Linked DNA regions of Gasterosteus aculeatus: region 2 is linked to region 1. A link is a contact called in public Hi-C data. All regions are on one chromosome and are shown on one strand. The core of a region is the stretch at or near the end of the contact, and the rest is flanking DNA. Distances in the headings are between cores, read along the strand shown. Region 1 has its middle 63 kb from the start of rsad2. Region 2 holds the start of sox11a (SRY-box transcription factor 11a).

Region 1 (2,790 bases), core at 154-2,653:
CAGTTTCATGTAAACACCTTTGTCCGACTATGTGCGGTCCGACTACAATCCGACTAACACCCCTGGATAACTCGAATCGGATAAGGAACTGGACTTTGCGTCATTCGCATTCGCTGTACTCCTATTAATATCATGCAAAAATAGAGGGATGTAGCTTCACCTTGCTCTCCGTTCGCCATCTTTCGATTTATTCACTGCCATGTATATTGGCATAATAGCACCTCCCCCCGAAAGACAGCATAGTCCGACTAAGCAAAGATTCCAATTATACCATCATGTAAACACACTGACAAACTCAAATCATTTCTTCTTATTTTATTTCTGTAGTGCGAATAAGGGGACAGGCTCAGGATTTTGCACATTTAGGCTTTTCACAACACCTGCTGTAAAAAGAAGGCATCAACACACTTTGGTTGATGAAGGGATCCACAGTCACCATTGTCAGCCATGTCAGCAGCTTGATTGTAAGTCTATTACCAAAATATTTGCAAGTGAATGCAGACACACAGAGAGGAAAGCCAGCTGAATGACACACCGGCCTCCGGCAGCTGATTTTTATGGCTGACAGTTGATGGTCATTCGCTGGTAAATGTGCTAACGAGGTGATAGAATTCTCTACAAAAGCAAGTGGCCCTTCAGCCTTCCTCCAACATAAAGGCTGACTCCTCTCTTTCCTTTTTACGAAACACTCCACAGATGGATATGCAACAGTTTCACAATTACTGACTATCGGGTGTGGAAGGTTCGGATTGGCCTTCACAACAATGTCGACCACAGACGACTGCCTTAAATGCTGATTTATTGGAGTTTGGCATCTGCTCCATTTGCATGGGGTTAATCTCAAACAATAAAGAAGAGAACTCAACTCCCCCGTGGCCTGAAAAACACGGTTTGATATGCAAATGGGAAAAAAAAACCTTTGCCCCCACGAATTCAAAACTCCTCCTTAATAATGTAATTCTTACTGTTGCTGATGCATGTAAAAATAAGGAAAGATGGTAAATGAGGTTGGGATGAGTGTTGCTGGTTTGGTATTTTTCAAAGGCTGAACAAGAAAAAAAAAAAGAAAAAAAAGGCGAGATTCCTCAGTTCACTAGTCTCACTCTTTCTGAACAGCAAGCGGAGCATTGTGCTTTTTTAATGCTGTCTCAGTGGACTTAATACTTGTTATTTTCTCCCTCTCCCTCCTCTCTCCTTCCACCTCGTATTCCCAACGCGCCGTCTGCGCTCTTGCATCTGTAATCACAACGTTACCTCATTGGGGGCTGCCTTTTGTAGCCCGCGTGTGTAGGTGCGTGTGCGCGCGAGGTGCACATGCGTCGTGTTGGTGGTGTGTGTGTGTGTGTGTGCGTGTGTGCATTGAGGGGGCTTAGTAGCAAACTGGGTTTCAATGGGAGCCCACACCACTGCTCTGCCAGTTCTTATCTCCTCCCATGCAGGAGAGCGGTGGCATCAAGCCGGTGGCTTATTAGAGAGGCCGGGAGCGCATCCCAAACACACACCCCTCCCCCTGCACCCACCGCTGTGCGCGCACACGCTCACAATGAGAGACAACGGTGTGTGGACCTTTCCATCCGGGCCCGTGGCAGGGCCCATGAGGAGAAAAAAGTATGCCTATGCGCACAGTGAGTGCTTATCGCTTTTTCTTTTGTGTTGATGATGCAAAAACAAATTGCGATTTGGAGAATGAACAGCAGCAGGAGGAGAAAGCGCCGCCACTTAATGTCGGCACTGGAAGCACTCTGTTGTGCTTTAGGGTTGTACTTATAGTTATCAAGCAGGGAGAAGGAGAGCGGGAGCAAGCGGGACGGAGTAATAAGAAATACATTGTTTTTATATTGTTTTCTCTGACAGATGAGACGGCATTAGCTGTGATTTTGCCATTATTGCCGCTGCTGTGGGTGAGGTGAAGTATTATGTGGGAGGTAAATGAGTGGAATCTGGACATAACTGTTGTTACTCTATTCTGCTGCTGGTAATGCCTTCATTACGGAGATGTTCCTCGGCCATTATGCCTCGGCAGCAGAATTTGAATCACAGAATGAAAGGCGAGCAGGTTCTTTCAAAAGCTCCGAACACAAACATCTACTATTTACCTGCAATCAAACACAATTTATTTCTGCTTCACCCTTCACCATTACCACGGTCATTTCATAGGCCTTTTTCAAACAAAACTGTACCGAATGATGAATTTATTTTGATTTCATCACATCCCAGCAGTGTTGAAGGCACTTTATTTGTGAGAGAGTACGTATAAAAGACAAGAAGCACATGTATGAACGCGGGGCCTTGGAAACGTGTGAATTAAAGATTTGCCTTCTTATGAATATGTAGCCTTCGTTGTGTGTGTGTGTGTGTGTGTGTGTGTGTGTGTTTACGTGGGGGAAGATAATAATATGCATTTGCATGCAGTCCTTCCATGTGGAGAATGTCATTGATTTATAACCGTGATGAAAGGTCAGTTCACCTTATTAAACAACACACAGGTGTACTGCTGCATAGTATTGGATAACCATTAGAAGCCAATCTGTCCATTGCTACTGTGACTGGTGGAGGCGTTAAGGTCTTAGCTAAAAAAAACAGTATATAAATCAGCTTTAAAATTAGTTTGTCCAACATAACATACATCAGCATATCTAAATTCAATCCTTTTTCATGATATTTTCCTGATTTTGTCTCCTTTGTGCAAGTTTATTTCCTGCGACTGATTTAACAGCCAATGCTAATTTCACACGCCCAACACCGTGTTTTTAGTAGTGTGATGGTGCTCTTGGAGATATTTACATAGTT
Region 2 (2,790 bases), core at 114-2,613, 110 kb before region 1:
CCTCGCCCTCCCCACCCCCACCCCGTCGCCCCCCACCCATTGTGAAGCCATCAGATAGCGGCTTCCAGAAGTCCACACCTGTCTGGTGGCTATGCAGAGGAGATGGATCCGTGCATTTTGAGCATCAGATAGCCTCTAGCCGGGGTTAGTATTGATCTAACGCTTCGCTGGCCTTTTGTGAGAGCAGCAGCTGCTTTGGGGGGGGGCTTTTAGATAAGCAATGCAAAGGGAATTGTTTTTTTTTTCTCCTGAAAACCCTCTTTCAGTGTTCGTACAAGAAAAACACCGCTTAATTCAACACTCACAGTCGCTCTAGAATGAAATGTCCTCTCCCTTGACACACACAAAAAAAAGCGGCAAATAAGCATTAAAACATCAGCCGGTGGGGTATTGGGAAGTGCGTGGTATTAGAAATCACACGCCGTGATAATGCAGCTCTCTGGATTTTCACTGTTTAATCATTCGTAATCTCCAGAGTGAAAATGAAAGGAAAACACAACACGTTTCAGCATCCCGCAACTATCTCTCGTCCTCGCTCTAATCACAGCTCCCAGTCACTGAATGAGGCGGTCCGGGTGGGAGGGAGGGAGGGAGGGAGGGAGGGGGGCTTATTGCTGCTGCATCCGTGTGTCAGGCAGACGCGGCGGTGAGACCCTCCCTTGGATGACTCATGGGCGGAATGGGCGAACACCAGCACCTCCATTCACAGCCAATAATGAGCCATGCTAATGAGCCGGACAGCCCCCCCCCCCCCCCCTGCACCCTCATCATTACGCTGTCTCGTGATTCATGTCCACCATGAAGCCGTCCTATAGGAGGACTGGTCGGAGCGGGGTGGGGAGAGGTGTCGGCGAAAAAAAAAAAAAGGTTGAACCATATTATGCATCGATGTGCAATAATAATGTTTCAACAAATATTTGTTGGGCAGATCAGAATCAGAAGACAAACTGGAATATCGGACTGTAATAAGTGTGTTTTTTGTTATTCATACACATGATAACCTGCAATCCGCTCATTTTGGAATAACCTCCTCCACCCAAGTCTGGCTCCGCACTGATCAGAACATCAAACAGCACTCCGATGAATCCAGCAAGGGAGAAAAGAGCAGGCTGACGCTTAAACATGCATGTGCATCCGCCAGCCTCCTGAGGCTGCTGCTGCTTTGACGTATACATCTGATAAGGCTTCATCAGCACAGGGTGGTCATGATAAAGCATTTCAGCCCTATCTCTATGTGAGAGGGAGAGTGGGAGAGAGAGAGACTCTGAAGGGGGGGGGGCAGAGCTTCTCTATCTCTCAGCGTTCTTTCTACCTCCAAATGCCTCTTTCTTCTTTCCCTTTCTCCCTGCCTTTCTAGCAGCTTCTCCCTGTATCAGTGGAGAGACTTCTTAAACCCCCAGCTGGGGGAAATACGGTGGCTTGGTGGGGGGAGGGTTTCAAAAGGGTAAGTGATTGCCCTCTAGGGGACGAAGCAGAGAGAGAGAGAGGGAGAAAAAGCAGGATGCCTTATCGCCCCCAGCCTCCAACAGCACTGCTGGCTACCACCCAGAGCCGTGGGGAGAGGGGGGGGGGGCGGGGCGCAGGAGACGCCAGCTAGATGCTACGCCGCCTCTTGACACAGCAGACCCAGCAGGGAGCCTTCCTCCCATGGCTGACTGTATGGGATCAACTGCAGGCATCACAGCCTAATGTTGCCATCTGAAGGCGCCTCACTGCTGTGCGTGCATGTTTTATACAAAGTGAGCCGTCCTCCAAATGAATAAAACAAAATGAGAAGAACAGCATGTTTTTATGTTCATTTAATATATTGAACAGGGGAGACTTATAGAAATTACTTGTGTACGTTTATGCAAGTCATTGGATCATGCGTTCTTACAATGCTGTGATTTGTGTGCGCACACACACACAAACGCGCGCGCGCACGCACACAAGATCTATAAAGCAGACCGCACTACTGACCTATTTCCTTCACTCAAACACAGACGGGAAAGGACCCCCCCCTCGCTCCCTCCCTCCCTCCCCCGCTGCCAGAAAAACCGAAAACCAAACCAAGCTAAAACCCTGGAATAAGTACGGTAGTACTGGAGTTAATGATGGCCCCGCAAGTCTTCCTCTAAAGCCGCTACCAGCTGCTGAAACGCGTCCTCCTGGAGCAGACAGGCGGTCACCGCGCGCCTGCAGCAGTGTCCAAGCGCCACCTTCAGTATCCGACCTGAGGGAGGAGAAGTCACACAGCCTACACCTTTTCTTTTCTTTTTTTACCTCCAGACACATCTGCAAAGAGTTGTCTGCCAGCCTGGAGGATGAACCCTTCTCTCACGTGTTTAAAATAAAAAGGGAATTGACCACTTTAGTCTTATATGTAAATATATGCGGGCGCGCGCGCGCCGCTCAGGAGCGCGTGGTGCTAACGGTCTGTTTTAATGTGCCTGTCTCGCCCGGCGTGTTGCCCCAGACACTGAGTACCACAGACCCCCCCCACCACCTCCGCTCCAACGAGAGGCTCTGGGAGGCTGGGAGGGGAGGAATAAAAGGGGGGCGGAGTCTCTTGGCGGAGTCCGCTGGGCGGAGTCGAAGAGCCCTGATTGGATGTCTGACCGTGACGCGGGGCACGCGAAAAAGCGGATAACTAGTTTATAAGAAGGCAGTTTGTAAGTCTGTGGGACAAGAGTGCAGAGCTCGAGACGACGCACCGCGGCATCGGACGCGGACGAACCGGCGCGAAGCACAACTGAGCTGAGCCTTCTCGCGGGAGGCGGGGGGCGCAGAGTTGCGGAAGGGGGGGGGGGG

The links. Hi-C and Micro-C count contacts between places; a contact is called where the count stands out from the background.
Region 2: a contact with region 1 is called in a Hi-C map of skeletal muscle, with 4 times the contacts expected there. The contact joins the promoter of sox11a here to the enhancer-like site in region 1. A contact is called at or near these places in 2 of 6 Hi-C or Micro-C datasets (both in skeletal muscle).

The regions. Positions count from the first base shown.
Region 1 is chr15:7,721,849-7,724,638 of fGasAcu3.hap1.1, reverse strand. No RefSeq gene overlaps it. Among protein-coding and RNA genes, the nearest start is that of rsad2, 63 kb to the right of the region's middle. Within about 2 kb of position 1,403, at least 1 of the 9 cell types and tissues checked has open chromatin away from gene starts, as enhancers often do.
Region 2 is chr15:7,835,932-7,838,721 of fGasAcu3.hap1.1, reverse strand. It overlaps sox11a (SRY-box transcription factor 11a), which reads left to right and starts at 1,363. Exons shown (of 1, transcript XM_040199993.2): 1 at 1,363-2,790.